2 separate regions of the Mus musculus genome follow, and region 2 is linked to region 1. A link is a contact called in public HiChIP or PLAC-seq data. All regions are on one chromosome and are shown on one strand. The core of a region is the stretch at or near the end of the contact, and the rest is flanking DNA. Distances in the headings are between cores, read along the strand shown. Region 1 holds the start of Herc2 (HECT and RLD domain containing E3 ubiquitin protein ligase 2). Region 2 overlaps Herc2 (HECT and RLD domain containing E3 ubiquitin protein ligase 2).

Region 1 (5,429 bases), core at 1,870-4,369:
AGCAAAATAGCAAAAGTCAGATATAGTTATACAAATGAAACTACCACAACACACTTTTGGGATCTTTTAGATAGATCCACTGGAGGTATACCCTGACTGCCATGTCTGATGGGCCCGTTCTACTTAAAATAGTCAGACTGGTAATTATCCCAATTTCTTCATGTGAGTGCCACTTCTTCAGAGGAAGGGTGTGTAATTTAAAAAGGTAAAAAAAAAATTAGCTAGGGCAGTCCAGGGTAAAAATAATATAAAAACAAAACACACACCCACATTTCTCTCTTGCCAAAAAGCACAAACAGTCCTTGGTTCTCTTGGCACTTTGACCTTGGCCAGAAACCAGAGATGTCTAGAAAGTGTGTGCATGTGTGTGACCTCTAATCTGCCGCTTAAATAATTCTATCTCCTCAGAGGGAGAACAGTAAAAGAGCAGTAAAGCTCTATTAAGAGAAGACTGCTTGTCAGGAGAATAGAATCACTGCCAGGGTGAAGGCCTTACATTCCAGTTGAGACAAGTCTATGAGTCTTGGAACCCTAGTAAGGTGGGCTCACCTTAAGTCATGCTTGAGCCATCACTTAACAGTAATTTACCGTTAATCAACACATCACAAAGTCAGCATATGCTTGCTAACCTCAAAGGTAGTTAATGTGACAAGAACTCATACTCTCTGAATCTCCCTCTTTGCACTGATTAACCAATCATGTGGTTGTGAAGTCAGGCTCCTTCCAATGGGATAATGGGATGAGATACAGTCATCACCTGCATTTAGGGATACATAACAGGGAGCACCTTGGGCATGCCTGGCTTGGGATTTCAAGAACCCTTTTTTTTTTTGAAAAAAAAAAAAAGTCACCTTGCTGAGCTACTCTTGTTTTATTCATGTGTTCTTTTGTGTGACACAAGATTATTTTACTACAAACTAAAACCAGGTCCTCTGTAAAAGTAGCCAATATTCTTAATGTCCAAGCTATCTCTTCAGCCATGTATATTAAATTACTAAAGAATAGTTTCACCTTATCATGTTCTTAAACACAAATATCCTAAAGATGATAGGAGCCAAGTTATGAAGAATTTGACAAGGACAGTCTTCCCGAGGGACTGGAAGATAGACAGCTCCCTGGTAGACATGCACAAGAGAAAGGGGACCTTGGAATATTAATGTATTTTTTCTATTGAAACATTTAAGATAGCTGACTGCCTGCTTTCTTTCTCCTCTCCAAGATAAAGACTTAGTGGGTTTTTCCTATCAGAGAGACTGTTCAGTGAGAATTTCAAATCTCCCACTAACAGGGTGTCCAGTATGGAGAAACAGCCAGCCTCCCTTTCTTTGTCTAGATTATACATTTCCCTGCAATAGCCCAAACCAGCGAGTTTAGAGAGATAGAACTACTTATTGGCAAAACATATGAAGATTTTGCCTCTGACAGAGACTATCTTTGGGTCCCTTCTCTAGTAGCTCACTCTGTCTCTGTGTATTTTGTACTTTCTTATCTCCCTCTCTGTGTTTCTGGTTTCAAGAAATCTTGGCTGAGTTTTGAGACCTTGCTTTTCCTGCTGCCTCAATCTTCAAATTGACAAATAAACACACACAGACACACACACACACACACACACACACACACACACACAAAACCTCTGCCATCCTAGACACTTCACCACATTGCCTCACTATGGTTTGAATGTCCCTTCAGATCTCCTGTTGAAATATTACAGTTTTTGTCGCAGTATTAGGAGGTGGACCCTTTAAGATGTGATCAAGTCAAGTAGACTATGCCTCATGGATCAAAATGATGTGTTTGCTTGGTGTATTCTTGCCACACATGGGTTCTCTTGCCTCTATACCATGCTATGCAACATCAGAAATGCCGTCACCAGATACCAGTGCTATGCTCTTAGACTTAGCCTCCAGAAGTGTGAGGTACAAATGCCTGTATTTATTATTCAGTCATGTTGTTACAGCAACACAAAATGGACTACAAACATCGTTTTTTTAGAGCTAGCAGACACAGTTCTAAAAATGTACGTAGGTAAACATGCTTCAGTATGTGGAGGGACGAAGGGTGTCTTGCATGAGAAGGGAGCCTAAGGGCCAGAGATGCCTCCTCGGGTGTTACCTTCTACTGGTAATTATGCTGTCATGCCTCAGGTTCAAAGCCCTGTCCACCCTAACTGTATTTTGGATGTGGTTGAATTTGAAACCTTGTTCAGATACTTTTGAGTTGAAGCAGAAGTAAATTAGAGTCACACAGTCTTTGGGAGGTGTGATAGACTGTGGATCTTTTATACTGCTTCCTGCTGCTTGAAACAGAGATGTGATGTCTGAGCTATGGCAAATCCCTTGACCCTTGGGAGTGAGTTTGAAGATACATACCAAGGATGACAAAAGACAGGTATTTTAACGTTGCAACTGGGCCACCATACCACTGTGGCATATCCCTCATTGCTGCCTTCTAACACGTGGGAAAAAAATGAACCATCGTATTTAAAACAACAAATCGCACCCAGTTCCTATTTCAAATGTTCTAAGTCCTTTCTTTGCCTTCTCATGGAAAAGTTTAATTTCCACATGCTTGAAGATTATGTTATGTTTTATTTGTAGTTATTTGATTATTCCATGATGATCAGAGAACATATTTTGTGTGATTTTAATTGCTCTTTTCTTACTCCCGCACCCCCATTCCCCCAGGGTCTCTTAACCCAGAATTCACCTGCTTCTGCCTTCCTGGTGCCAGGGTTAAAGGCGAGTACTACCAGGCCCGGATCAATTACTTTTTCTTAAATTTCCTCTTCTGTCCACTGACTCAAAGGCCAAAAGGACGCTGTCGTTAAAGCACAGGGAGCCTCGAGAACCTCGTCCCGCTGCAAATACCTTACCAACTTCGGGTCCCTGGAAGCAAACACAGTCTGGGAAGGGTTGGGACTGGGCAAGCCAGCGTGCGTGCGCACAAGTCCCACCTCCCGGCGTCTGCGGTTGGCTCTCGCTGAGCGGGTGAGTCTCAAGAAGGAAGCTGAGTCGTGCTGAAGGAAGCGGAAGTTGGGGGAGGGGCGTGCGACGCTGCTCGTCCATTGGCTGAAGCCGTCTCTCACCCTTGCGCTATTGGGCGGGCGCAGCCATGCGTCAGCGTGCGCTTCGGGCCGCAGACTGGATCGCGAGCGCCGGCCGGCTCCTGCAGGGAGTGTTCCCTCAGCCGGCTGGCGGAGCAGGCGGCGCCAGGGCTGGCCGAGCTGGGCCGAAGGAGGGCGGAGGGGCCGAAGACGGGCGGCGCCAGGTCCGGGAGAGCGGGGCCCGGAGAGCGGCGGGCGGAAGGCGGGCGTTGGCGCGGAGGAACCAGGGCCTGTGCGCCTCGGAGGCCGCGCAGTCACGGCTGTCTTTTTAGTATTTAGGCGATTGTTGTAGATTTATCTGCAGACATGACTTTTGTTTATTTACCACACTCCGCCGGACTGCTGTAGGTATAGCGGCTGATGCACACTGGTGTCATTTGTCGTTGCGATAGTGAGTTTTTTTTCCTGACGTGTGTCTGTGTGTGTCCCTTTGGATTTAAAGGAGTGGGATGACATTGTGCAGTGGTCGCCGGTGACCACTGTAGGTCCGGCCGGCGTATTGGGAAATCCCAGCGACTCTACCTCTATTGGAAGTGGTATTTCCCTCCCTTCTCCCGTTCTGGGGCCAGCTTTCCCTCTCATCCCTCATCCTCTCGTCCCCTCCCCCAGCTCTCCTTCCCTGTTTTATGTTCTGTCTCGGCCGCGTTAAACAGCAGGATGGTGTAAATAGCAGTTTAAAGAAGCTCGAGGGCTCCAGCGTTTGTGTTTGACTTGCAGGTCTGACCACCCGGAGGAAACATGCCTTCTGAGTCTTTCTGTTTGGCTGCCCAGTCTCGCCTTGACTCCAAATGGTTGAAAACAGATATCCAGGTGGGGTGAACATGGTTTTCTCTTTTCTTTGTGTGTTCCTGTCTCTATAAAAAATGTTTGCTTGAGGAGAATGTGTGAGTGAATGGCAATTAGATCTTGTCTTAGGAAGATTATTTCTTATAATTTACAATGTGACATTTATTATGACTGTTGAAGAGATGCTATGTGGTTGTGGCTTAATTGAAGTTAGTTGTAAGTGCAAGAAACTTGAGATCCAGTTATGCAATTTTTCAGTATTTTTATTCTGGAGGCTTATTTTTATTTGTTTATTTTTTTAAGACAGGGTTTCATATTCCCAGGCTGGCCTTGAACTCCTCAGTGTAGGTGAGGATGACCTGACATCCGATCCTTTTGCCTCCACCTCTTGAGTGCTAGCATTGCAGCACCTTAACACCTTGCTGGGATTATGTGGTATAGTTAGGCAGGTATTTTACCAGCTGAACTCCATCCCAGGTCCTGCCAACATTCTTAATCAAGACTTGACTGTTGTTTGTTTCTTTTTCTTTTTTTCCCCCCTCTTATTTTTAGAAAGGGTCTCCCTGTTAACTCACTGTGCCTGGCTGGCCTCTGCATCCTGAGTCCTGGGATGAAAGGCATGTCCTGATATTTTTGCTATTGATTTTGTATGTCCTGATACTATGCAGGGAAGCAGGAAAGTGATATGTAGTTAGCATTTTCTGCGATTTTGTATTTGTTCTCCCGGAGAGGTGACAGTTTAGATGAGCTGTTGGTTTTATATGTCATCTGTAATTAAGAGAAATGCTCAGATTTTCACACCAGGAACAAGAGAAACAGAATGCTGGCTTGTGATGGTAATGTTTAATAAAGTAATTACAAGTGTTATCAGGAAATTATTAACTAAATGATCACAATAAAATTTTTGTAGATGGTTCCCTATAAGCTACTGTTGTTTATGAATAGTTTGGAAGAGTACTTTTGGATCTGGATATCACCAGCTTAAAAAAAGTGTCTGAGATGTTTCTATTGTCTGTGTATTCTTTCCTCCTTTTCGAGGCGAGGATGCTGAACACATTAAATATTTGTCAAACAATCGACTTTTTGTAACAGTCTTACGGATAGCTTATTATCAGCAATCACTACTGTAAGGCAGCGTATGCAGCGATTGATTATGGAGTTTTATAAATGGAAAGTTATTGCCTTCTCTTGATTTCCTTTTCCCTTTAAACTAGGGTTGAGTGCTGATAGATCTGAGTCCAAGTGTTGAGGACTGCTGGAGATGACTGTTGGAGATACTAGGTTTGCTGCTCATGGTGTGCTGTAATAGGACTGAGCTAAGGGATTGAAAGTACTTTGGTAGTTCTTAACCTTTGTTGTTTAAATACTTCTTTTAGTTTAGCTGTTAGTGTCTGCTTTCTTTTTGTCTTTTGTAAGCAGATTGGAGAGGTGAAAAATAAGTGATTTTTTTTTTTATATCTGAAATACTGAGAGTCAGACAAACTTTAAAAAACATTAAAGACTTATTTTTGTGTGTATATGATGTGAGTCAGTGTGTTCT
Region 2 (5,429 bases), core at 1,793-4,292, 50 kb after region 1:
GTGAGCCACCATGTGGTTGCTGGGAAGTGAACTCAGGATGTCTGGAAGAGCAGTCAGTGCTCTTAACCTCTGAGCCATCACTCCAGCCCCTATTTTGATGTTTTCAATCAGTCTCTTTACTTGTTTTGCTTTTAGCTTATGTAGTATGTCTGTATTAGTCCTGGGTGTTCTCTTACTCTAAAGAAAATGTTTACGTGTGTTCTTTTCTTACAGGGATCATTGCAGGAGGTCATAGGTTGGGGGTTAATAGGCTGGAAATACTATGCGAATGTGATTGGTCCGATCCAGTGTGAAGGCCTTGCCAGTCTGGGGGTAATGCAGGTCGCCTGTGCAGAAAAGCGGTTCTTGATCTTGTCCCGCAATGGTCGTGTATACACACAGGCTTACAACAGTGACATGCTGGTAGGTGCTGAGTGTAGTGTGTTTGCATGCCTCCTTCAGTGGTGGGGTCCCTGTTACAGATGCAACACAGTCTAGTGTTCTTGGTCATTGGTGTCTGTTCATTGCATATTATTAGTCATGTTAAATTATCTCAGTTATAATTATCAGGGTTTTGAGTTTTTAAGATCAAGAACTCTATCAGATAATTCCTAATGTTAATCATGATTGCTTTTTGAAAAGCCAATTTTCACATGTATGGCAGTTAACAGAAGCAGAATGGGATCTAATGAGCATTGCAGTACCTTGTATGCTCTCACTTAAGGAAAGTACTTGAGTTGTGCGTCTGTTACGCAGGCTGCCTGCCTTGGGATTCCCACACCAGCACTTGTCATTCCATGGATCACTTGGAGAATTCTTTTTTTTTTTTTTTTAAAGATTTATTTATTTATTATATGTAAGTACACTGTAGCTGTCTTCAGACACACCAGAAGAGGTCGTCAGATCTCGTTACGGATGGTTGTGAGCCACCATGTGGTTGCTGGGATTTGAACTCCGGACCTTTGGAAGAGCAGTCGGGTGCTCTTACCCACTGAGCCATCTCACCAGCCCACTTGGAGAATTCTTAATGTTCTCTCGGTGCTGGAATGGAGAACAGGTCAGAAGCCCTGAGGATTCCTAGTCTGTCTATTTGAGTATGTTTGCTCAGGGAGAATATAAATGGGAGAATCATCCTGTGTTCATTGTTCATCACTATGTCTGACTAATGTTATTCTTGACTTTACCTTTCTAGGCTCCACAGCTGGTCCAGGGTCTTGCCTCCAGAAACATTGTGAAAATTGCTGCCCATTCTGATGGTCACCACTATCTGGCTTTGGCTGCCACGGGGGAGGTGTACTCCTGGGGCTGTGGAGATGGCGGAAGGCTGGGCCATGGGGACACAGTGTATGTATAAAAATGTTTCAGAAACTGCTATGTTTCTGGTTGTCCATATCCACAACAGAATGGAAAATGTCAGGGGTGATTTTATTTGTCTACTGTAGAGTTTAGATAAGGAGGGAGATATAACAGGATGCTTCTCTTCTTCCTCCCCTCCCCTCCCCTCCCCTCCCCTCCTCTCCCCTCCCCTCCCCTCCCCTCCCCTCCCCTCCTCTCCCCTCCCCATTTCCCTTGAGACAGGATCTCACTAAGTAGCTCTGGCTGTCCTGAAACTCACAATGTAGACCAGTCTGTCCTTGAACTCACATATAACTGCCTGCCTCTGTTGAGATTAAACTTGTGGGTCACTGCCCCTGGTCTGTGTCCATTCTTGATGAATGACTCCTTGAGAACTTTGCTACAAGTAGAAGGATTGCCAGAATTAGCAAGAGCTAACAATTATCCCTTCCATCATGTTTTCTAAATATAACCAACCCCACATATTGTCCTGTTGTTCACATTGTACCATGTCTTCTGCTGGTAGGACTCCTGGAACCATGATGTTTTGTTTACAAGCATAAAAAGCAATCTTATCTTTTTGCATTGAAGGTTTTGGTTACCATGGAAGAATAGAAATAAAACAGGAAATGGTTAATTTAAATGCTCAGGGGTAAAATTGAGAGATCTGCCAGTTCCCACAGAGTAATGGAACCATTTTATATTGTGTTGTTTTAAGTGGAGCCTGTTAGAAAGACTTGGCAGTAGGAGGGTGTGCTATTCCCTGTGCAAGCTTACTTCATGGGGTCAGAGCATCAGCAACGAGCAGTCAGGTCAAGTAAGAAACGTTCCCAACCTTAACTGTGTCTGAGTTGGCGGAAAAGGGACTGGAATGTATATGGCCTATTAATACTGGGAGGGCTGAGATGGAAACATCACTACTTAGAATATTCTCTGGGAAGATTCTCAAGTCTGCTGGAAAAGTAATGATATGTATGATGCATTATTTTAGAGTTCAGAAATAACCCTAAAGCTACAATGTAAGAAATTGAGAAAAATGAGGTAAAACCAGTGACTCCCCCCCCCCCATCCGCTTCCCCCCAGCTCCCACACACATACCAAATTTACTATTGGATAGGCTTTGGCAAGCTCATTCAGTGTAGGAGCCACCACAATCAAGAGAGAACGTGCTGCCATTGCCCCCAGGCTTTGTATCCTTTGTAGTTATTTCCTGATTTCCCTCTCTAGCTCCTGCCATCCATTATCTTGTCCTCTGTTCATATTATTGTCATATCTAGAACTAATTATCGTCAATTGTATAGGAGTTCACTTCTGACTTTCACATATAGTAATATTTTGCAGCATAGCCATGTTGTAGGGTGTCTCAGCATTCATTGCTTTGTTGCTGATAGATAGTGATTGGGGACATTAGGAGCAGAGCTGCTTTATTTAGTTCTTTGTATAAGTCTTTAATAGATACTCTTGTGGATCTAAGTTAGCAAGCAGTGATGTTTGGTGTTTGAGCTAGAAAGGCAAAAAGTCCTGTGCTCTGATTACCTCTTTCCTCTTTTGTATCTCTTATGAAATGTCTACCATGTTGTTTGTTGTCTTCCTTCCTGCAGGCCTCTGGAGGAGCCCAAGGTGATCTCGGCTTTCTCAGGAAAGCAGGCTGGGAAGCACGTGGTGCACATAGCATGTGGGAGCACGTACAGTGCGGCCATCACTGCCGAGGGGGAGCTGTACACTTGGGGCCGTGGGAACTACGGCCGCTTGGGCCATGGTATGTCTGCTGTACCTGAGTACAATCACGAGGTAGGAGGAGCTTGCTTCTTTTGAGAGGCATTGAGAATGACAGTTGTTTCTGTTTCAAGGCTCTAGTGAAGATGAGGCCATTCCAATGCTGGTAGCTGGACTCAAAGGTCTAAAGGTCATTGATGTTGCCTGTGGGAGTGGAGATGCTCAAACCCTGGCCGTGACTGAGAACGGTATGTAGAGCTTATGCTGCCCTGGGCAGTTTCTTAGGAATGTAGCCTGGATGAATGAGTTTTGGAGTTGTGTGAACTTCCTTAGGCTGCCCTCCCTGGTTGGGGAGTGCATTGTTTGCTTTCTGGTTGCGTTGATAAAGCACAAAGCCAAGGTAACTTGACGGAGGAAGAGTTATTTTGAGTTATGTTTCCAGAGGATTAAAGTCCATCATGGCTGGGAGGCAAGACAGCTGGAGCAGAAAGATTACATCTTGAATGCAAGCACAAAACAAAGAGAGCAAACTGGACAGAGGTGAAGCTTTTTACTCTCCAAGCCTGCTTGCAGTGATGTGCTTCCAGCAGCAGTCTATACAACCTACCACTTACGCCTCCCCAAGACAACAGCTGAAAACCTAGTGTTCAGGTGCCCAAGGTTATGAGGGACATTTCTTATTCAAACTACCACAGTAGGAGCTCAGTGGCTTCAGCAAAGAGGCCCAAGAATTTCTCAGGATTTGGTTCTGGAAAGCAGGTGGGTGCCTAGGGGCTACCACCTTTCCTAGTGGGTATTTAATTTTCACTAAAAATTACAGCTAAATAATATAACTGACATTCTGAATTGTCAGTATTATCACCCAACATTTAGCCTCATTACAGCCAATCTTTCATAGTCTTTGTATGCTTTACAATCTAATGTATCTTATTAAATCTCTGGTTTTCTCTTTATGTTTTATTAGTGAGTTTGGAATATATATATATATATATATAAAATTTTGTTTTAGTATTGTGAATTTTGATTCCAGGATCTAAGTACTCTATCATTGGAATTTATTTCTGTTTGGCCATAGTTGTATATTTTTGTGTTTATTAGTGAGACAGTATTTTGCTAAGTAGTCCTGAATGTCTCTGAACTCATTTTCCTCTTGACTTAGTCTCCATAGAGCTGGGATCACAAGCGTTTGTTACCATGCATAGCCCATATATGTACGTATGTTTATGTATGTATGTACACATACATATATGTATATACATATACACATATGTGGAGAGGGAGAGAGATATAATGTAGTGGTTCAGATTTGATGGCCAGAAATGCATCCATTTTTACAATGAATTTGTCTGTCTATATTTTGGTGGTCTCATTTCTGTACCGTGTCAGTCGTTGCATCAACTGGGGAATTTCTTAGTCTGTTTTTTCTTAAAGAGGTTGTCTTAGGGTTTTACTTCTGTGAACAGATACTATGGCCAAGACAACTCGTAGACAACATTCAATTGGAGCTGGCTTACAGGTTCACAAGTTCAGTCCATTATCATCAAGGTGGGAGCATGGCAGCATCCAGGCAGGCATGGTGCAGGAGGAGCTGAGAGTTCTACATCTTCATCTGAAGGCTACTAGGACAAGGGCATTAAAGCAATGACTTCACCTACTCCAATAAGGCCACACCCTGGCCCAAGCATATACAAACCATGACAGAGGTTGAATGGCAGGTAGAGAAGTGACTATGGAGAATGTCTTCGGTGCGAGATAAAATCTTTTCAGTAATCCATATGTACCTAGAGCCTACTGTTTATACATAGACATGCTCAGAAGCTCTGTGCTTCTGCTGCTTTTTGAATTCTACAGAGAATAGTCATCTAAAGGACCCTTCATTATTTATAAATGTCCACTACTGAATGAGCCATATTTCACAAAACCCTTAACTAAGATGGGTTTGTTTTGTCTTGTGAGAGAACCTTGCTGTTCTGTCCAGTGGGCCTTGATCTCTGGGGCTCCTACCTTCCTCAGCTTTCTGAGTGCTGGGACAACTGTGTAGGAGCCACAGTTCCTGGCTGTGTTATGCAAGCTGTGCTTGGGTTTTATCCTTGGTATTCTTTGTAAAATTTCTGAGGAAACTTTTATAGTGATAAGATGTTTAGGACTAGGACTAAGGCTATAAATATTGCTCACCTCACACTTGTGCTTTTTTGGCGCAGCTCTTTGAGAGAAACGTTTCTGCTGCATGATTGTGTTGTGCAGTGACTGGTGCAGTGGAAGCACCTGCCTGCCTGTCCCGTCTGCTCTGGGTGATGGGCTCACTGGAAACATTGGCTTAAGTGTAAGCGGTAGGATTTTAGGCAGGACATAGAAAATGCACTGAGGTTTTTTCCCTCATTGATTAGCTAATAGTGTAT

Evidence for each region. HiChIP or PLAC-seq counts read pairs in DNA pulled down with a chosen protein or histone mark.
Region 2: an H3K27ac HiChIP or PLAC-seq map of trophoblast stem cells shows a contact between it and region 1, with 12 read pairs. The contact joins the enhancer-like site here to the promoter of Herc2 in region 1. A contact is called at or near these places in 6 of 39 promoter capture datasets (the C10 cell line, the HPC-7 cell line, hematopoietic stem and progenitor cells and 3 more), 10 of 484 Hi-C or Micro-C datasets (the N1E-115 cell line, brown adipocytes, cranial neural crest and 6 more), 6 of 115 datasets of contacts at active chromatin or transcription factors (the SCID.adh cell line, bone marrow-derived macrophages, embryonic fibroblasts and 2 more) and 3 of 9 other capture datasets (adipose tissue, liver and pancreatic islet).

The regions. Positions count from the first base shown.
Region 1 is chr7:56,047,036-56,052,464 of GRCm38.p6, forward strand. Herc2 (HECT and RLD domain containing E3 ubiquitin protein ligase 2) reads left to right here and starts at 3,120. Exons shown (of 93, transcript NM_010418.2): 1 at 3,120-3,267; 2 at 3,821-3,913. The coding sequence starts at 3,842. It overlaps Gm34121 (predicted gene, 34121), which reads right to left and starts at 3,015. Exons shown (of 3, transcript NR_166588.1): 1 at 2,707-3,015.
Region 2 is chr7:56,097,164-56,102,592 of GRCm38.p6, forward strand. Herc2 (HECT and RLD domain containing E3 ubiquitin protein ligase 2) reads left to right here. Exons shown (of 93, transcript NM_010418.2): 11 at 214-402; 12 at 1,172-1,323; 13 at 2,916-3,073; 14 at 3,165-3,278. Among named protein-coding and RNA genes, the nearest start is that of Herc2, 50 kb to the left of the region's middle. Within about 2 kb of position 3,043, at least 8 of the 459 cell types and tissues checked have an H3K27ac peak or open chromatin away from gene starts, as enhancers often do. A contact at or near this core is called in trophoblast stem cells, where this site is marked.